Linked DNA regions of Mus musculus: regions 1, 2 and 3 are each linked to region 4. Evidence: chromatin contacts called from public Hi-C and HiChIP or PLAC-seq data. All regions are on one chromosome and are shown on one strand. Each heading gives the region's core, a stretch centred on a gene start, on an enhancer-like site or on the middle of the called end of the contact. The rest is flanking DNA. Distances are from core to core; before and after follow the strand shown. Region 1 overlaps Npas3 (neuronal PAS domain protein 3). Region 2 overlaps Npas3 (neuronal PAS domain protein 3). Region 3 overlaps Npas3 (neuronal PAS domain protein 3). Region 4 overlaps Npas3 (neuronal PAS domain protein 3).

Region 1 (5,159 bases), core at 676-3,175, 760 kb before region 4:
GTGGGCGGGAGCCAAGTGCCGTGATAGCTCTGTGACAAGACCAGTAGAGAACGTTCCTGAAGGCTTGCCCTCAAACCCAAGCCATCCAGTCACTTTACGGCTTGTTGGAATCTCAGTTGAAGAACAGACTTAAGGAAAGGGAAGGAAAAGGTACCTTGTACCAGCATTTAGGAAGCAGTTGAATTTGGACTGCTATGATACAAAGTTTAAAAACATAAAACTTGACTAAAAGCCCAGAGTGGCAGGCAAAGGAGTTACTATCATCGTCGTCGTTGTCGTCATTATTATTATTTTAATTACACTGAGATTACCAGTGCTCTGGCAAAGTGGCTCATCTTGCTTACCAAAATTTGAGTATCCAGAGAACAAATACCTGTGCAGAAGGTTGAGGAGATCAAAACGATGGAATGCGTAGGAAGCAAAGGGTCCGTGCTATTCCCCTCTGGCTCTGTTTGCTTCCCCAGGGACTAGAGTGCAAGGGCAAAGGTGGGGGCATAAGGAGATGATTTCTAGGATGCAGCAGCTTTAGGCAAATGTCTCTGGGTGGAACTTGTCCCAGGAAGGAGAGCAGCTCTGGGGACAGGGCTGCCCAAAGACTGACAATCTGAGATTTAGTGGGCTTTGATCATCTCCCATTTCTTTGAATCTTGCAGGAAGCAGAGCACCCTGCCTGTCCTTGTCCCTGTCCGAAGACAGTGCTCATGACCTGCCGGCTATTAGCCTCAGTGCATGCAGTTTATAACGAGAGAGAAATGTAATGGAAAAGGTACCTAAGAAGATAATTCACCCAGATGATGTTCTTCTCATTTGCATTCTTCGCATTAATAGCTATGGTGGCACTAGACTGTATCCAGATGTAGCCTCCATTCTTCTGCATCCAGCGGTAGTACTTGGTCACACACTGACCCTTATTCAGCACTGGGGTAGGGTAAAGAGAGATAAAACAAAACAGAAGGTGTAGTATTAAGATGGGGCATAGAACGGTTTTCATTTCTGCCCAACCTGAGACCAAAGCTTGGGGAGCCCAGCGTATGCCTGACTTAAGATGCTATTAGCACAAATGAAATCAACATCTCATTGGAGCAGCAGCTGCCTAGCTGGGGTTCCTGGCATCTGTAGTGAGGCTATATTCCCTTCTGGGCAGCCGTGGTGGAAAAGGAAGAATAAAAGGGCTACTAATCTTTTTGGCTCAGAGCACACCTAATGTGGTGTGGATATTGTCGGTGGGTTTAACATCAGATGGTAAGAAAGGCAAATCTCTGCCTGATTTATGCATAGCTCCTCCGAGTTGCCCTCCTTGAGATTCTGGTTATCTGAATGGTTCTGAAGATGCCTTCCCCCCCCCCCCCCCCGTCTTTGATCACTTCCCTTCAGCCTGAGCAATATCAAACCCGTGTCCTTAGCCATCCGTTCCTTTTGATCTTGTCCTACAGAATTTATAGTCCTTGGATGAAGTAAATTTACATTGGTCAGCCAGGGTAAATTGTGGTGAGACAGCTGAAGGTTGGAACAAAATATATCCCCGGGTTGAGTCAGAGAGAGACACTGGCCTAAGAGAGAGAGGCACAGCACTGACTTGACTTGAGCCAAACAGAGTGACAGCTCCAGCCAGACGCTGAAATATGGCACAAAATGATGGAACAAGTAAAAACAATCAGGAATGTGAACCGGTGCCTTTAAATACCCACTGTAAGAGAGCTTTAAAATGCAGATGTTTAAAAATGATAGTCTAACCAGAATCTTGCCAAGTTGAAATAGATTTGATTTGTATCTGGGTTCTCCTGAGCTAGTAAAAAGGGAAACTGTAGTAAATCACCCCCTAAATAAAGTGCTATGGAGGGGAATGGTTTGAGAGTATGCAGGGAAGGCTCTGCTTCAGGACGTGGAGACCACTGCTCACGCCCCCACAAAAGCTCACCAGCCTGCCGGCCACTAGAGGGCAGTGCGCACTCGTCTACATGCCCCACTTTTGGCATGTCCTTGTCTCCGTCTGCTAAAATGAAAAACCTCTAACTGCTGTAATAAATTTGGCTAAATTAGCTGCTAAATGGTTATCTCAAGTAATATGTATTTGCATTAATCATCTTGCTCTAAACCAGAACAAGCCAGAGTCCTAAAGACGTAGTAAATTCATATTGTCCATTTAATTACGGCTAATAAGTGCTTCATATACAATAGTTTCATGAAGTACATTTTGATTTTTTTTTGGGGGGGGGTGGATGGAAAAAGGGAGTCACTGTGGGAAAGAGTAACATTCCAGGCGGGTGAACCTCTTCCTTCATCTGAGAGTGGCCACTAATCAACCCCTACGTTCTGCATCCATAGTGGACAGACTTTCATGTTTTTCTCCCATTCTCCCCCCTTTTTTCTCACGATATGTTAAATGAATGGTTGTAAAATTTAATAATTATGTCTTCACTGTTGCTTGAAAAAGCCCTAATAAATGCTTCACACAGGGGCAAGTTTTGTTCTAAAGCTACTACCCAATGCAGGGCGTTGGAAGGCTGGGGGGCCATCACCTGCCCTTGGTGGTGGACTTCCACAGGTAGCATTGTGCCCTCCTTTTGTTGGTGACAGTAAGTTCTGCCATTCTGTATGCATGGCTTTCCAGGCTACCAAACTCCTAGTGGAGGCAGAAAGTGGTGAACTGCCAGGCGTACCACACGGCTCTCCTGTTAAACCGCCGTGGCATGCAACACAGGGTGCTCTCATTCAGAGCTGCTGGGCCTGGGTGACTTTTACCTGAGGACAGTGGCTTGCGCAAGTCTATGCAGAGGAAATCACCACACTCCAATCTGGTTGGTGACATAGTTCTTTCTATGTGCTTTCTAAGCAGAGTAAAGGATGATTCCTAATGGTTTTAGTATTTTTAACAAAGACAAAAAGACTAAAAAAAAACCTTTTTGCAGAATCATGTGAAAAAAAAAATTGAATTGGCGAGCAAGGCTGGCATTTCTTGGGTGGAGAATCTGAACCAGAGTGGAACCCAGAACAGGCAACAAACAACAGAAAACACCAACTCTAGAATATAGAGACTGAGAGGGTTAAATCGAAGAAACAAATAAGATCAAGTTAGAATGTAAAGAATCAACAGAATGACCACTCCACCCCCCATGCGGCTCCTCACTTAAAAACACCAACCTTCCTGACAGTTTTCAGATAAACACGTTTCTAATACAAAGAGCTGATGCAATGCTGTCTTTAGACAACGAGGGAGGAGGGCTTGGTCTGCTTAAAGGGCATTTGCTGAGAAGATAAATACAAATTTATTAGGGTCCATGAATACATTAATTCAGTCTTTCATTAAATCCAGGCTCAGGGATGCCTCGCCAAGAATACATTCCTGAATGACAAAGAGGCAGACAGGTGACTTCTGATGTGAAGAGGAGGCCAGGTGAAGGACTGAACACAAGGATTTCTTCCGCTCAGCACTGTGGCTGTTCTTGGGTCACTGGTGAATGGCACAGGTTTCAGAGGTCATAGTGCACAACTGAAGACAAGCAGTCTCTGGGTCATAATTGTTCCCTGGACTGGTCTTTAACAGAATTTGCCAGGGTCACCATCTTCACATGGTCTTCAGTGACAACTCAAGGGCTGGTGTTTTCTAAACGGGACCTCCATATACCGTTGGAATCCACAGAGAAGATCTGATGGTAGTTTCAGGAGGGAATGAAATGTTGACCAAAATATTACCTAAGTTTCCTTTTGTTTTTAAGTTCATATAAAAGAAGTTCCCAGAGTGCCTTCTTTCATACTGAATCAGGGATACTTTTTGCTCTAACTTCTTACAGAATATAAATTTATAACTTTGGGATGAAGCTTATTTCTTGGAAAAAAAAATCATACTGGCAAATCATTTGGATCATTCCAGCTGTGCCAGAGGCAGGATCTGACAGCTTTTCCTGAGCTCATGTGGCCCTAATCAGCTCAAGAAGAAAAGCCATGTTGGTGCCAGTTTGAAAGAGATTTTTAGTGTGTAATAAATTAGAGAACTTGAAAAATACAAAAAGGAAAAAAAAAACCCTAACCCTTTTGGATTCTCTGTTATCTAGTAGCTGCTGCTGTTGTTTTTGAGTTATGGGTTTGAACAGTAGGGAAAAATGAGGGGATATTTAAGTCAGCCTTCTTCACAAAGCTCCTTTTGTGGAGGAAGCCAGAAATAAGTACAACATAAGTTAGTTGATATGGCAGTTCTAAAAAAATAGAGTATGTACACACACGCACACACGCACAAATACACACACACACACACACACACACACACACACACACACACACTACAGCAAGAAGGAAGTACAGGGAGAGGAAATACCCAGGGCAATTGGTTTTTCCTGTGGCATCTGTGCCCTGTGGCTTGGGCACTGCTGACACACACGATCTGGCATCTTTGTGGCTTGTTTTAATGTGTACATTCTACTGTCAAGATTCCCAGGCTGGTTGCCTTGTGTACCCCTCAATGGAACTGACTGTCCACATCCAAACTTCTATATAGTTCTGTCTTTTAAGGGTATGCAGTTGAGGTATTAGTTTTTATTTAAAGATCTCAGAGTTTCCATGGCTTTTTCTTAGATTTTTTACAAGACATCCATGAAGACACGAGGAGGAGAAGACGCAGGTTTACCTAGGTTTCTTGAATGATCCAGGCTTTATTTTCTTCCTTTTACTTTTAGTCTAGGGGAGTATCAGTAGCCATTGGTGGCTGATGCTCTGAGAACTGCCCCCCTCCCCCACTTCCACACAGAAGGCACCAGACAGGCTGTGTCCCTGAGGAGGCAAGCTGACCTTACATTTGTGTAAGAAGAAAACAGTTCTTGTGTTCTCCTGATTCAGATCTGCCCATCTAGCAAGTAAAGAACCATCATTGAGGGTCTGTTTGTCTTTTAGTCAAAACACTACCCGATGCCCTATTGGGCAGGGAATGGCAGATGACATACCCCAAAGCCAACTGTGAAGGGATTACATTGTAAAATATGTGACCTTTGATAGTCACCCCTCCCCCAATAAATGACAGATGATAAGCTTTCCTGAGCATCCTTTTAAAATGTCACTTGATCTCTTGACTCAAGACCATAGACAAGAATGCTCTGTTTGTAAACAATACTCACTTCACCCCCAAACCCCACAAACTTCGTTGCCTTGGGGTTTGCACACTGTTCCCA
Region 2 (5,367 bases), core at 1,931-4,430, 690 kb before region 4:
GGGAAAGCAGCAGTGTAGGGTAACGGTTGGGCAGATCTCATGACATTAGGATGTCTGTGTAGACCTATAGTCTTAGGTCCAGCACGTGGGTGTTGTTTTTTGTTGTCGTTGCTGTTTTGTTTTTCCATTTATCCCGTTCACGAGGTGATGTTTGCTAAATCCAAGTTAATTCTGAGCAAGACACATTTATGAGGTCAAGTGCAGATCTGACCAATACTAGATAGCAACCAACTCTACCATGACACAATTTGTTCTCAGGATTGGTATGTACTGCCCTAACACTGTGGTGGCGGTGGTACCGTCAGACACGTTAGAGAAAAAACTTCTAGGGTGATACAGTTCAGAGATACATAGCTACCATGAACTCCATAAAGACAGGAAGAGAATCTTAGTCCACGGTTTTGCCAGATAATGGGGAATAATATATGTAAATGAGAAAATGCAAATGTAAGAAGAGAGAATTTAATGGAAGAAAAAGAAGAGAGAGTAAGGAGAGGGAAAGAGAGAAGGCTGAAAAGTTAAAGCGCTAAGAGGGACAAGGGAGACACACTGTCATTATGCAGATTGTGGGACGATAAATTACACAAAACTTGGTGTGCTGGGGAAACAGGAGGACAGGAAGGGAGGAGGGAATGTTCTTTTACAGCCGCGTCATATGTCTGTGCTCACAAGCTGGCTGCTGGTTCTGGGCTGTATATGCTAAAATCCAATCAACTTCCTGGGCCCAGACAACAGAAAACACAGGAATTAACACATATTTGGACATTTACCTCAAAAAAAAAAAAAAAAAAACCACACAATCACCACAAAGGCAGGTATTTCCAAAATTGGCAACTACTCTAATTTAAAACTTAAACAGTGGGTGATTGGCTAGAGTTTCCTCAATAGCCATTTTATTGTGGCGAATGCCAGCTTTGAGGTGCAGGGATTAGGATTAATGCCAGGTGATTTCCATACACATTTAATTGAGTTGTCACAACAGCCTTTGAGATAAGCACTTTTATTTTTCCCATTTTAAAGAGGATCCATTGTCTATGACCACGCACTCTAAAACCCCACGATTGCTGGTGTAGCACGCCTTAAACCCGAATCTAATTTATTCATTGTAATTTACTTAGAAATCTTTAACTTTCTGCATCTCTGCCATGGTGCATTTCTGAGGCCTGCTGTATGGAAATGGAAAAGAACACACCAGGGCTCTGGCAGGGAGATGGCGCAGATGTAGAGTGATTTTAGTTTATTTTCTAGAGTTAATGAAATACGTACTATTCTATGATAGTCACTCTGTCTACCCATGCTTATGCTTAAAGGGCTGACGCCCACTTTTCTAAAGCTCCCAGAAGAGCGTGGTGTCCTCTGAACAGTTCAGATTCCAGAGCAAAGTGAACACTGAGTATCAGCAATTGCGTACAGGGGTAGGTGTGGCTGGGCTCTAGGAGTCCCAGGTTTTGGTACTGAGGAAACAGCCTTTTTTATGCTTAGTGACTCTCTCTCTCTTTCTCCCTCTCTCTCTCTGTCTCTCTGTCTCTCCCTCCCCTCTTCCCTCCCTCCCTCATCTCCCCCTCACCCTCTTTCAGGAAAGGAAGGGAGTGGACAGAGACCATGCATGTTACTGGTCAGTCCCTACATCTATGTAAATCTCACCATGGTTTTCAAGCTCAGAGGTGTTCTCTGGTGCACTCGGCTCCTCTAGTGCCTTCTCTCCCTCCAGGTGCTTTGGCAAGTGCTGTCATTTGTCAGTTGATCCTCTCCAGAAACCCACTTTTAAAAATCACTGAAGGTTCATATTGCTTTCTTTACTTAGTCGGTAACACGTAAATAGAGCAGGGCTCTGGTTAAGAGAATGAATTAAAAATCTCAGAATTACAGATGGTTGTGAGAAAATATAAAGAAGGCCTACTCTGAAGTGACAGCCGAGGGTATACTGAAGGATAAAGAAGAGTGGACACTGCTGGGGGTTACAGTGTCAGGAATGGCAGTGAAGAAAAGGAGAATGAACCAGTAGGAGGAACATGACTCAGCAGAAGGAACATGACTCTGCAGAAGGAACAATGGAAAAATCTCCCAAACACAGGAGGGATCATGACCACAAGGTCATATGAGATAGTAGAGTGTACTCAATGTAGAGGAAAACAGAGTTGCTTGCTGGGTACCTGTGATTCAGTTTAAAGCAATAAAGTTCTGGGGGATGATGGCCACAGCTGTACCACATTTAGATGTATTTGATGATGTGAACCTGTAGCCTGAATGTGGCCCAAATGGCAGCTCTTAAGTCAGGTGTATTTTGCTCCAACAACAAGTGTCAGGCCCTGAACTAATGAAGTGCCATAAGATTTCAGATGGGAGTGCAAGAGATTAATACAAAAATATCAAGGATCAAAGAGAAAGACAAAGGAAAGGACAACTATGGTTCCCATCAAGGCAATGGGGAAGTAGAGGCTGGAGGGCTGGGCTTCAATTGTTTATCAATTAAACAAATAAGTTCGCTGTACACTGGGGCTCAGAAATGGATTATAGCTACTGTCTTAGGAAATATCTGAAGTGATGGAGTCCAGAGGCTAGTGAGACATTGTCTCGCATTAAAGCAGTGCATGGCCAATATTGCTGTAGTGTTGTTGTGTAGGCAGACTAATACATTTAATGTGATCCAGCCCAGCAACGTTCAGTTTTAGGATAGAGGCTAAAGTCATTGCCCAGGCCAAGTACCCATAATGACTGTCCCCATAAAGCTACCACAGCACCTACAAGGCTCAGTGATCTAAGGAGTCCCCTATGGGTAGAGCCAAAAAATAAATAAATAAATAAATAAAAAGAGTGTGGGCGCAAGGTGACTTTCTCAGAGTTACCTCATTCCCCAGGGTCAGATTAGGGGTTACTAACCCACTCTTCCCTTGCCTAATACAGAGTTGAAAGACACAAACAAGCAAGGCTTTATCATTAATCAGAACAATAGAGGTGATTCACATGTTCATCAGGCACCAAGGACTCATTGAAATAAAATCAGAGTTTACTCTCAAGGACTCAAGGGTTATTGTTTCATAGGACAGCCACAAGTCATATAATGATCATCATAAGGAAGGCACAGAGCCAGACTCCAAACGCAAGCCGGAAACCGTTCCGGAGTGACTAATGCAATAATATTGAGGAATGTCACAGGTCCCTATTATAGTCAAAGTCACTTTAACTAATTGGCTCAGACCATAAAAACACACAATCTGGGTCAGATGACACCACTGCACAAAGCTGTTCTGCACAGACATCGTCTTAAATCAAAGCGTCCCAACAGGAAGGGGAGAGAGGAAGGGTGGCTGCTGTTCCTGGGGATCCTGAGTGATTCAGAAGCGGCTTTAAGAGTGGCTAGCTCCAGTCTGTGGACAGAGGTGGCACTGGGCTTTCTAGGCATCCTTCGTCCTTCAGAAGCGTGCTGCTCCACATTTGCAGAGATTGCACATGGTTTTGCGTCAGGGCTATCTCATGGTAAGGTGCCAGGTCATCCGTTAAAGCCTAAGAAAACAAGTCCTGTCAATCGCAGGCTCTTATAAAGACCCAGACATTGGCATGGTCTCCAAAGCCAGTGATTCTAATGAGCAGGAGAAACAGAATCAATGAAATTACTAATCATGATTCAGGATACGTTTAGAACCATCTCTTTCGCACTTAAAACCAGAAATAGAAAGTCATTTATAGAAACAGAAAGGTACTGTTGATTGCTTTCCCTTTATTTCTACATTCTTTTCCCTTAACAAAACAAACAAAAACTTCTCTCCGATTTCTCCCCACTAACCAATATTTATCTCCCTACACAGCTTCCTCTTCTAGTTCTATTCTTCAGGAAAACAAGGATTGCCCCTAAAATGGTCAAAGCCATCCTAATATGTGGATGAAGCATGCTTGGCTAAAGCCATCTTGAGTCTAGACTAGGCTCACAATTCACTTCACAACAGATCCATTCGGCAAGTCCTGACGGAGTTTCTACGGGTGTAAGTCCCTGTCATAGGTTTGAGGTCACAGAAGAGAAGGGAGGAATGGGGCGGAAAGAAATTCTCCCCATAGTAGAGTCTATATTCTATTAGGAGGATAAATGGGTACATGAGCGCACACACGTGTATGCACACACCTGCACTGGGGGGGGGGTATGGAGATAAACATAACATACAGATATGTTTGAAATGTGTATGAATGCCTGAATGGCTAGAAAGGTCTGTGAAGGTTAACATCTGATTGCAGGTATGAAGTACATAAGGTCACTCTGAATATCGGGTGGAATAGTTCCACCACAGAGGATCAGGCTGTTGAGATGTCCAAAGGCAGAGGTTACATGTACTGAAGGGCTAAGCAGGCCACCACCTCCAGCTGTATCTGAATGTTGCTGTGAGGCTATGTGAGTACTGCTCAGGGCTCAAGGGGAGGACTCATGGGCACAGGAAACAGCAGCAAAATGGTCATCACCAGGCCTTCATGATTCTGTTAGGCCAGCTAGCTTTGGGGTTGCCCACTCTCTAGGAGTCAATTAAAGTTTGAGTAAACTTCCTTGAGAGACAGTTGATGAAGCCTGAGCAAGACTTGTTATGCTTGGATTCTGCTGGTTCAGTTTTCCTGAGCACAAACACCTCCAGGGAGGAAGGAGCAGGGTTGGCTCTGGGAGAGGAAAACACAGTGGTAAAAATAAGGCCAATTCGACATCTTGATGGTATGTAGGGACCCTCGTATACAGAGGAGCAGGATTCCAGTACAGCCAGAACTAATTCACTGGTTTCTCTAACCACATGCTTAGCTTTCAGAACCTCTCCTTAACAAACTCCCGAGTCATGGTGCCTTTCTTCCTTTATGCATAGTGAGCATTGCCCACTGCCTGCTGGTTTTCTTCAGGGTCTTATGTATGTAATAAATCTACCAAAGAGACAGCCTACAGCGGGCCATTATGCAGTCACCCCCCTCTCCCCGCTTTAGTAATGTTGACTCCACTTAGCACTGAGTATAGTGTGCTGTAGGATCTGAGAGCTTGCAGGTGGGAGTTTGGCATCTAGTCCCAGGCCTCGATGATGGAGAAGCAGTGGCGTGGGTAAGGCAGTATCTTTGGCCTTTGTCTAGGAGACTGGGGCAGCTGCTCAGAATGCAAAGCTAGCTTCCTAGAGACAGTTGCTTTTGTCCTTGTGAAATACTTGGCTTTTCTTTATGAGCCCTGGCTGGACTTCTTATTGCTTTGGTGGCATCAGGGATGACTCAGAGACCAGGAAGCAAGTGTTGTGACTGTCACTGTCTCAGGGCAGTTCCATTCAGGCCTGTTGTCCTTTTAGTTGTTCAGCGGAGACATGTTTAGTTTGGTTTTACCTGTGCCAGCTCAGTCTGGGATGGGGTACAGAGACA
Region 3 (5,327 bases), core at 499-2,998, 710 kb before region 4:
AGAGCGATTCTCTGAGGTCTAGGGTGTGGCAAGTGAAGCCTCCATACTCCATTCCTGAGTCAGGAGACTCAAGGGGCCCTTCTTGGTTAGAATTCTTGGTTATGAGGTCCAGGTTGAGTAGCTCTTATCTGAAAGGCTTGGGGCCAAAGGCATTTGAGATTTTAAAATGTTTGCATACATGACAAGAATTTTGGGGATGGAACCAAAGTTTAAACCTGAAAACTCATGTATGTTTCATATGTACCTTGTGCACAAAGCCTGGAGGTAGTTTTATGAGTTATTTTTAGTACGATCTGTGCTTTGACTATGACCTGGCAGATGGAGTCAGGGGTGGAATTTTTCACTGTGGCATTGTGCTGCTGGTCAGATGCTTCAAACTTTGGAGTTCCAGGTTAGGGGCGCATGCCCTGTCTGTGATCAGGATGTGGGCCCTGAGAAGGAGGATGGGTCTGTTAGGCTCTCTGTACCCTGGTGCCTCAGAGCAGTGGGACATTGTAAGTCACACCAGCAAGGTCTCAGGCAAGGTGCTCTCCTTTTAAAAATGTAAAGGACCATGTATGGAGTCCCACCATCTCAGTGATGCCAGGTCGTCTGCATTCTTTATGAGTGAAGCAGAGGGCCAGTTCTGGAACTTAATTGCCTGGCTTTCATTCCGATTCCCCAGCAGCTGATTAAGAGCTGCCCAAAGCATAGGGCGGAAGCCTACCTGTGAAAGCCTCAGTGTTATGGTCTTCAAACTGGGCATACAGTATGCAGACTGCACGGAGGAGATTGTAAAATAGTGCTCCTTTGTGGACTAGTGTGTATTGTTACTGATAAGTACACAGTTCCTTGTACTCAGATGGCATTTGGTATCTTCTTTTGTTACTGTAAGTGCTACGCTGACAACTGCAAGTGATGGAGTCTTGGAGAACGTTAGAAGGGTCCATAGTCCAAGGTCATAGAAAAAAAATGAAGAAATACACTGACCTAGACAGTCTTTTGTGGACCTTTATGGGAAAACCAACACGTACATGATGATAATAAATTAGAAGGGATATCGGAAGTACAGAGAAATTATCATTGCAGTTCCTTTTTATTGCGTTTATTGTGTGGTGGTGGGTGATTACCAGTTTTATTGGAATGTTTTATAAGCTGCTAGATTTACTTACTGAGAATGAACAGATAAACAGGGATGTTGTTCAGCTGTGTTGTGTCACAGGCTCTTGCTGGGCCTTCCCCTAACTTTCAGACAAGGTGAATTAATCAGGAATATTTGTTACAAAGAAGGGGCAAGGCTGAGCCTGATGGGTTATCCATCTTTGAGGGGGTGGATAAAATGGTTGTGGATAGCAGATCTGAGGAGGGGCACATGACACTTGCTAGAGATATCCATGGTTTCTTGAGACAGACTTCCTCACAGGTATGTCGCAGTGAGATAGGCACTCTGATATTTCATGAGGTGACAGGTTCTAGAACTGTTCCTAATTGCTTGCCAACTCTCTCTCTCTCTCTCTCTCTTCTCATAGTAAGGAGCCTTTAATCCCAGGTTCATGTTTTTTTGGACATCTCCCCCTTCCCAGTTGTACATGTGAGGTCCCTTTTCATTCATGACGTATAGGCAACAGTGCCACCAATTTCGAGGAGCCTCCTGTGACCTCTCCTATCTAAAGTGGTGTCTGGTGCTCACATTTCCTCCCATCACTGTGTAGTGTAGCCTGGTCAGAGGAAAGGCATGGGTTATGAGTCAGCACGTGACCTTGGGCAGCTAATTCATTTTTGCACCCTTAGTTTCTTCCAGTCCAAACACTCTCTTCTAGGACAGTTGTGAGAGCTAAGCTTACCCAGCCTTTCACAGGGCTCCAAGATGCTGGCTGCTGTTCCTTTTGCTTTCATTACCCTCTAAATCATTGCTTTATTACTCGATACAGTCCTCTCCCCACTCCCATGTTGTGAAAGTAAAGACTATGTACTATTTGATGCTGGGATTGTAGACTCTAAAACAAGTCCCACACTGGGAGCTCAAAAGTCTCTGCTGAACGGATGGTGTTCACAAGTCTAACTTCAGCTCAGTCAACAAATGTAGCCGTACTGAGGCACCCAGATGGCCAATCACAACCTAAGGAGATGCTTGGTCTGTTGCCTAGACAAACTCTTTGTCCTTATTATTGTTATAGCCATACTTATTATTGTTATAGCCATTCTTTTTGCAGATCAAATATCCAAAGAGCTTCGTAAACTATAGTCTGTAGTATGAAATCATTTTGTTTTTCAAAACCTTAAATTACTCAATGATATTGAATTATACTAACCATTGCTTTCTGCCTGTGATACGCCCACTACCAACCAGCAAGAATGAGAAAGGATGCTGGCAGGCAGGAAAGAAAGAGTTAAAAAAGGAAACCCCTGGACTCCCAAGTCTGGAATGCAAAGAATGACCCTTTCTAGCACTTAAAGAATATCTCACATCTGTAGTCTACTTAGAGAGTCCAAATGTGCTAATGCCCACGGTTAATAAGGAGTAAATGCACACCGTTCGCCAAGACAGGGAAGCATCAACTACCCTGAAGACTAGGTCTGTCTTTCTCCTTGACAATGCACTGACGTATAATAACTGTCCATGGGGGAAGCTACTGTAGGAACTGACCGGTTGCTCTCTCTTTGCTTTGCACCCTGCTAAAGGTCAAGGTTGCCTCTCCCGTGCCTTTCAGACTGTAGGACAGCTCAGCTAAAGGTCGGCCTGGGAAGGATTTTCCACCTCCTTTCTTAAAACATTCCTCCCCCCCTTAAAGAATTAATGTCAATGAAAGTGCACGCCTCTGACTTTATACAGCTGGTAGTGTTTTGATGACTTACATAAAGGTTTTAAACCCTGTCAGTAATGGTTGTTAGCACCACCAACAATGCTGGCGTCATCCTAAAGAACACAGATAAGCTTTAACGTCTCAGCCTGGAGCAGGTCATGCGGGCACACTGATGCTAACATTCTGTTTGTGTTTGCCTTCCGATGTACAATAAATGCTGTTTAAGAGACTGGTTAGTGTTTTGTAAGTGTGTGTATGATTCAGGTTTCTAAAGGCATTTCATAAATGTTGTAGCTCTTAATTTATGTTGCTATAGTAACTAGAATGTTGGGATTTCTTGAGATATCCTCCGCCTTAAAATGATGATGTTGTGTAGATTATGACTCCAAACTTGATCTCTGCCCATGAGGAATATGTGCATAATACTGTGTAGTTTTGAGTTTTCTGTGGATGCCTAAGTATGACTAATGTCCAAGAATCATAATTTTAAAATAAAAGATTCTAAGATTCAACCTGATTTGCGTGTGTGTCTGTGTGTGGTTGGATGAGTGTATTTGGGTGTGTCGACCATAGTCTGCTGTCCAGCATCTTCCTCAATTGCTTGCCCTCTTATTTTTTGAGAGAGTCTCTCACTGAACCTGGAGCCTGATAAGCCTTCTGACTGTGCTGGTCAGGGCTGGCCGCCAGGCCCGGGTATCCTCTTGTCTTTTCCTCCTCAGTGTCAATGTTATTGGCTGGGATAGTCACTTCAGAGAAAGGGGACATTTTAAGGGGAATATGAGAAAAGGGAGATTCTCATAGCAACCATTCTAGAACAATTACCTGCAGGACCGAAAGGAATTTGACTCTCCTTCTCCACCAGTGTGAATTCCTAGCAGGTGCTGGAGTGCCTGGTATAACTAGTAGCTTGAAGAAAAGATAGGAGCTTGGACATTTGATGCACCAGCTATGTCTGAAGGGATAAGGAGGGGGTCTAAAGATGTCTCTGTTGAGGCTGCAAACTGGCCAGGGGGCCTACGCTGTGTAGCACTCCAGGTCCCATGTGTTAACTATATGGACCCAAAGCAGTTGCGAAACTCAGTGTAAACTGCCTCAGATTGGCTGTGTTCCCTTCCCAAACCCAGCTTACCTTATACCCAGATGACTTGATGTGGACTCCACGTTTGGTCAGAGTAGACTTCATTCGGATGAAAAAGGACCGTTCAAGGGTGTTGTCCGTGGTTAGCAGACTAGGGCTGGTCGTCTCCACTGAGGAAGAGAAAAACACAAACACGTGTGATTTCCGTCTCTGCACAGCGCTCCAGAGATGCTGCTCAGGTGCAACCCTTGAGTTCACTAAAAATAAATGACTGATGGGTGTTGAGAGTGTGGTAATCAATTTACCTCATTGAGAAAATGTTTACTTTGCAGAAAAGAAAAAAAAAAGAAGAAGAAAAATTAAGGCATCTAAAGAAACTCCTTTCCAGTTTCTAGCAAGAGCTTTTCAGGTTTTTTTAATTTGCTGCTTCTTCCTGAGTGGGGTCTATTAGTAAGTAAGTGAAGCTTCCTTTGAGCATTGGCTGCCATGCTCAGAAGCAGTGCTCTGAAAGGGAAGGGCCTAAGTGTCCATGGGAGGGACAGGGTTTAGGCAGGGATGCCCTGGCAACAGGGACAAGGCCCTGCTTGTTGCTCCTCCCACATCCTTCTCAGTTGATTCTTTTCATTGTGAATAGGAAGCATGGGATCTTCTCATCTGAGTGTGGATGGAGGTAAGAGAATGGGATGGACAGGCAGAGAGAAAGAAAAACTACGCAAACAATCAAAGTCTCATCACAATGGCTTTTTGCCCCAGTTGTCAGCCAAACAGCAGAGTCTGTTTTTCTACTTCTGATTTTATTTTTTAAGTGTTTGTTTCATTTTGAATTATGAGCGTCTTGTGTCTTGTGTCTGTGTCTTGTATCTGTGTCTGTGTCGAGGCTATGTGCACTAGTGTGGCCAGAAGAGGGCGTTGGGTCTCCAGGGGCTGGAGTTACAGGCAGTTGGCTGTGAGTTGCCAGCTGTAGGCATTGGGAAATGAAGCTGGGTCTTCTGCAAGAGCAATACTTGCTCTAACTGCTGAGCTATCTTTCCAGCCCCTCTGTTTCTCTGCGTTTAATCCAGGACATTTTCTATCTTAAACAGAGCAGTTACTCTTCCCCAGGAAATGCTTCTAGACTGAATAGGATGTTTTTGCCTGTGTGACTCAAGTGGTGGGAGGCCATAGGCTGATCCAGTGCTATGGAAGCCAATTTTCTTTTAAAGAAATTTTGAAGAGATTTTATAAATTGAAGTATTTTCCTGCAAATAAATTCAATTTGGGGATTTTATACTAATAAATATTCTAATTTTGGTCTTCTTAGATATTATCTTTTTCTTATTTCAAAGTTAAAAAGACTAAAGCCCATCAACAAACTGGAATTTTTTTTTTACTAGTTTTAATCTAACACTATTTTCTTTTCTTTTATTTCTTTTTTCTGGAATAGAGGTTAAAAACAACAACATCAATAACAAAACAAACAAACAAAC
Region 4 (4,933 bases), core at 485-2,984:
CTCATTTCTGGTTATATTGTGAGACTTAGGCAAGTCAACTTGCTGAACGCTCCGTGCTTGTGCTGGCAGTGAGGCTCGGGGCTGCTCCTCTGCTGTCCCAGCCAGGCTTCCTTCTGAAACTGCCTTCCTTGCTTCCGTCTTCTGTAAGGCATTTCCTGGGGGCTGCTTCTGGTAAAGACAGGATCCCAATTCAAGGAATCCAATGTACTTAGATATTTAAAGTATAACTATGAGCAGGACTATTCCATTCTTTTTATACTCAAGGTTCCAATACTACGTTGTCTTGTGGATTTCACTTACGGTTTTATAAAAACAGTTTATCCATTTACAATAACATCTTAACGAAGAAAAATATTTTGTTCTCTAATCGTTAGTTTACAAGGGTTTAGTATATTTAATTACTTTGGTTATGGGTCTGTTTGGTTTTTTTGTCTTTTGCTGAAGGATACGTGTGAGCAGTATTAGCCTCTCTTAATTTTCGTTAACACGGTATTAATTTAATAGGCGGGAAGTCAGTTGGCAAGTGTCTGTTCCGTTAGATGGAATAACAAGGTACCATGGAACGCCACGAGCATTTGCTTTCTTTTCTCAGCAGTGTACATTAAAATCCAACATAAGCATGTGTGTGAACAGTATTCACAGGGCTTGTGACACATTGTTTCACACAGATTGACACATCACTTCCTCTCCCGGCCCCCCCATCCACACCTGCCTCCCCTTCCTCCAGTGATCGCCAGACTGACTCCCATCACCTTTGAACTCGAAAAATCCCGAGGAGGGTTTCTCTGCAAATTTGCTGCTGCTTTTTCCCCGGGGCAGAAGGCAATTAATTCAACTTAAAAAATCCTCCTCTTCAAATTCCTTCTGGACTCCGATAAGCTAAAATCCTGTTTATGTAAACAAAAGTGCTTAATTAATCAGAGCATGTGATAATGCCAAAAGGAACTGGGAAGATTTCCTGCTACCATTTCAGACGTCACAATCGGACGGTGTGTGATGGGGCGTCCCTGAAGATGCCAGGTTCCTCCAAAAGGCAGCGGCATTAACTCTTCTAAGGCTTTTATTTCGCTTCAAACTATCTCACTGTAAATTACAAATGAAGCGCTGTACAAATTCATTAGAGAATGGCTCGTTTACGGTGGGAAATGAAAGCACAACCAGCAGAGGCCAGACCTTCTACCCTTTACACTGGAAAAGAAGCTTAACTTAGGCAGACACAAAATACAAAGTGGTGGCAAAAAGGCTCTTCCATCATATTTGACACTGGTGTGGAATGGAGTGGTTGTCTCTGGTACAAAAGTTTCTCGCTGTATGCAGTTGGCTATAATTCCTCTAGAGTTCTCGCCAGCTGAGGTCTTCCCACCCACAGAGCCGTGATTTTACAGTATTTGGCTACAATCCCTCATAGAACGACTCACTTCCTCAGATCTCCTGCCGCTGCTCTTCAGCAGTCTCCTTGAAAGTGTTCCTTTCATTTCCTTCTTAGAATCTGTTCTTGCTACTCTCAAACCTCTAGGACTTCTCAGTCACGACTAACCTACGTTCACTTTTCTTGCCTTTCACGTGAGCTCCAGTGCTGTTAGGGCCTGTGGGGTATTTCTACCTTATTAGGGAGACCCCAGTATAAATGCAATATGTCTCAGAGAATTGTAATTTACCTTTACAAACACACAGCCTGACCTCTGTATTTGATCAGCATCATCATCCCTCCGGTTACATAAAGCTTTGGACTCTTGCATCATCCTGAACGTAACCATAGTTTCATGTGTTGTTTTCTAAGTTGTCAGTATATATACCATTTATTTATCTGCGTCTGAAGTTTTAGGTCTTTAGTTTATGCCTTAATGTGGCTCAGCAAACATGGATGCCCTACCTCCTAGGCTCCCTACCTTCTCCCATACAGTACTGATAAAGCAAGTGTTACTATAACAATATCTCCACCACAAGCTTTGTATCAGGCAGAGAGCCAGCCATTGCCAATTATCTCCATGACTTCAGCTCTAGACACTGGCAGTACCTGGGAGCTAAACAGTGCCATCATCGGGAGATTAAATTTGCTTTGATGTTTCTACCATGACAATAGCATATCAGAGGTGAAATGGGTATCTGATAGGAACAGAATGGTCTCTAAGCCATCAAGATTTAAGAATTACTTGGTAACACACACACAAAAACCTATATGGTACAGAGATCCCTTAACTATAAGAATGATTCAGAACATGAAAACAACAAAGATAAAGACGGCACTGCCCCTCTATGCATGACTTGGGTAGGATCAGCCATAAGTTGCAACCTCTGAGGTCCCCGCTCCTAGTGTAGAGTCCACCTGAAGCTGGGAAGACCAGGCTACCGACAGTTATGCAGCTACCCTATTCTGACTTCACATTCGCTAGGCACCTTCAGAGTGCAATCCCAAATCTCCATGTTGGAAGAGAATGCCTGGGAATGGCTAAGACAAGGTCTACTGGCTGATTTTGTGTGTCTACTTGATACAAGCTGGAGTTATCACAGAGAAAGGAGCTTCAGTTAGGGAAATGCCTCCATGAGATCCAGCTGTAAGGCATTTTCTCAATTAGTGATCAAGGGGGAAAGGCCCCTTGTGGGTGGGACCATCCCTGGGCTGGAAGTCTTGGTTCTATAAGAGAGCAGGCTGAGCAAGCCAGGGGAGGCAAGGCAGTAAAGAACATCCCTCCATGGCCTCTGCATCAGCTCCTGCTTCCTGACCTGCTTGAGTTCCAGTCCTGACTTCCTTGGTGAGGAACAGCAGTATGGAAGAAAAGCTGAGTAAACCCTTTCCTCGCCAAGTGCTTCTTGGTCGTGATGTCTGTGCAGGAACAGAGACCCTGACTGAGACACAAGGGTTCTGTCTGTATGTCTGCACTTCTCACTGTAAACAAACAATGTGGCATTCTGATCTTCCCAGCCTCAGGAAAGTGGCTCAGGCAAGTCTATCCAAGAGAGACAGATCTGCGCTGTGAGTTCTGACATCTCACTTCCGAGTTGGCTAAGCTAACTAGCCGACTTAGATAGACTCCTATTACTAAGGCAAGGAGCACCAAATCCCTGTGAACCCCCCAAAGAGTGTTTATAACAAACCCCGAAGAGTATTTTATAATGCTAAATGTACGGAACAGCATTTACAGCCCAGATTGTTTTGAGTGAGCTGAGTGCCATAAATGAAGAAGTGATAAGTAACTATCCACCGATCAAAGGAATCCTTATTATTTGAGGAGCTGGAGGGGAGAATTCTACCTCCATTGGCTCCCCACCACCATCACAGGGATATAAACAAGGGTTTAAGGGCCAGTACCTCATCTAAATGCTTTGTATTTTAATCCCAGGGATTAATCCTCCAGTGAGTGTTGAGAAATTATCTCCCTAGTTTTAACTCTTTCCCTCCTCGAACTGGTAGCCTTGTACTGTTACAAAGACCTTCCAGCAGCAAGCAGCAAGGGTAGTGAGGAGAGAAGGCACTCTCGCTAATCAATTCTAAGAGTCCAGCGGAGCCACATTAACTTATTTGGAAATTTTTAAGCAACAAAATGAATTACTTCTGCTACTTCTAAATAATTAGAATGCTTCCTATTGTGCCTTATGGTTTTTAAAATAATTACAGCAAGTCAATAATAGTCATTTAAAATGTAATGAATTGATGGCTAATCTACGCATCCATTCAATCATTCAGCAAGCATTTGCTTATCGCATACATTCAATTATTTTCATACTCTGGATTAGTCTGCAAATATTTGGGTTTCTGCCATTTTGGGTTTCTAATGGGAGGCTTCAGTCTCTAAATATCCAAAGCGAGACTCATCACATCTTCTGGCATAAATCTGTCCATTTCCTTGCACTCCCCATGCCAGGGAACAGAAGCACAGTACAGAGTCAGACTCCCGTCTCACGGCCCCTGCCTGTCCTCCGCCCTTCACGTCCGGTGATTAATTGCTGTAGCTTTGCTTCCTGTTATCTGCCAAGCCTGTCTCCTTGCTCACTGTTCTGGACAGGGCACACTTCCTTCCCAGAGAGCTGCAGTGGCCCCGCACTGATGTCTCCTGTCTCTGACCACCCCTCCTTCCTGTCTCTTCTGTATTAGGAATGGAGTTATCTTGTTAAAGTCTATCCAGCTCTCTCACCACACACACACTGATCCTTCTAGTTCTTTTAGTTCAATTCAATTCATGAGCACAGTGATAAAAAAGTATAAAAGACCCAAATCCACTATGTGAAATGCAAGATTTAAAGACCGCTTTCCAGCCTCCCCTCCTGGGATTTGACCACGTGTATCCAGTCACAACAGCCTCTGTAGATTTCTCTATAACTTCCCCACCCCACCCCCGACCCCCCAGCTTCACTTTACAGATCCAGAGACTTCCCCAACTTCAATAGTCAAAGGGTGCCCTCACCCCTGACATCTGCTCCTGACTCCTAGGCTCACACAGTACCTCTAGCTACACATGACCAGGCCAGTGTATCACATTAGCAGCCAATGTTACTCTACACATTTGTCCGTCTTCACTTGGCCCTCCCACATTTAGGCAAGGAGATCCCAGATGTGCAGTGTCTCATCTGGTTACCTGCAATCTCTAGCCACCAGCTCAGTGTGTATTATACAGCAGGTGCTCAATCAATGCATGCAAATGACTACATGATAGGGAACCAGGGAATCACTACCTACAGGAAAATATAAATTGAAAGGCCTTGGGGAGCACAAATGTGGATTGTGGTAGATTAGAACGCAGAGAACTTTTATGTAACAGGAGTTCAGTAACGGCACGGTCAACAGAAGGGTGCGTATCGGCTCCATGTTGTTGCCACCATGCTTCCCTACTGATTGGTGGCATCTCAAGATGATGACACACCACTGTCTGTAACCTCCAGAGTCCTTGTAAGAAAAACATCACATAAATACAGATTTCACCAGTCTCCTCAGACA

The links. A called contact is a pair of places that touch in the nucleus more often than the background predicts. HiChIP or PLAC-seq counts read pairs in DNA pulled down with a chosen protein or histone mark.
Region 1: a Hi-C map of the N1E-115 cell line shows a contact between it and region 4, with 3 times the contacts expected there. The contact joins two enhancer-like sites. A contact is called at or near these places in 3 of 484 Hi-C or Micro-C datasets (the N1E-115 cell line and embryonic stem cells), 7 of 115 datasets of contacts at active chromatin or transcription factors (the NIH/3T3 cell line, astrocytes, embryonic basal ganglia and 4 more) and 1 of 9 other capture datasets (embryonic stem cells).
Region 2: a Hi-C map of the N1E-115 cell line shows a contact between it and region 4, with 2.1 times the contacts expected there. The contact joins two enhancer-like sites. A contact is called at or near these places in 1 of 484 Hi-C or Micro-C datasets (the N1E-115 cell line) and 1 of 115 datasets of contacts at active chromatin or transcription factors (astrocytes).
Region 3: an H3K27ac HiChIP or PLAC-seq map of embryonic fibroblasts shows a contact between it and region 4, with 15 times the contacts expected there. The contact joins two enhancer-like sites. A contact is called at or near these places in 1 of 39 promoter capture datasets (embryonic stem cells), 2 of 115 datasets of contacts at active chromatin or transcription factors (embryonic fibroblasts and forebrain) and 1 of 9 other capture datasets (embryonic tail).

The regions. Positions count from the first base shown.
Region 1 is chr12:54,057,742-54,062,900 of GRCm38.p6, reverse strand. Npas3 (neuronal PAS domain protein 3) reads right to left here. Exons shown (of 12, transcript NM_001370962.1): 10 at 771-918. Among named protein-coding and RNA genes, the nearest start is that of Gm35818, 82 kb to the left of the region's middle. Within about 2 kb of position 1,925, at least 8 of the 459 cell types and tissues checked have an H3K27ac peak or open chromatin away from gene starts, as enhancers often do. A contact at or near this core is called in the N1E-115 cell line, where this site is marked.
Region 2 is chr12:53,981,929-53,987,295 of GRCm38.p6, reverse strand. All of the region lies in intron 6 of Npas3 (neuronal PAS domain protein 3), which reads right to left. Among named protein-coding and RNA genes, the nearest start is that of Gm35614, 150 kb to the right of the region's middle. Within about 2 kb of position 3,180, at least 18 of the 459 cell types and tissues checked have an H3K27ac peak or open chromatin away from gene starts, as enhancers often do. A contact at or near this core is called in the N1E-115 cell line, where this site is marked.
Region 3 is chr12:54,002,157-54,007,483 of GRCm38.p6, reverse strand. It overlaps Npas3 (neuronal PAS domain protein 3), which reads right to left. Exons shown (of 12, transcript NM_001370962.1): 7 at 3,913-4,031. Among named protein-coding and RNA genes, the nearest start is that of Gm35818, 140 kb to the left of the region's middle. Within about 2 kb of position 1,748, at least 15 of the 459 cell types and tissues checked have an H3K27ac peak or open chromatin away from gene starts, as enhancers often do. A contact at or near this core is called in embryonic fibroblasts, where this site is marked.
Region 4 is chr12:53,294,937-53,299,869 of GRCm38.p6, reverse strand. All of the region lies in intron 1 of Npas3 (neuronal PAS domain protein 3), which reads right to left. Gm51419 (a long non-coding RNA gene) reads right to left here. Exons shown (of 2, transcript XR_003950183.1): 2 at 1-4,933. It overlaps 1700030L22Rik (a long non-coding RNA gene), which reads left to right. Exons shown (of 2, transcript XR_003950182.1): 2 at 1-1,146. Among named protein-coding and RNA genes, the nearest start is that of 1700030L22Rik, 20 kb to the left of the region's middle. Within about 2 kb of position 1,734, at least 32 of the 459 cell types and tissues checked have an H3K27ac peak or open chromatin away from gene starts, as enhancers often do. A contact at or near this core is called in the N1E-115 cell line and embryonic fibroblasts, where this site is marked.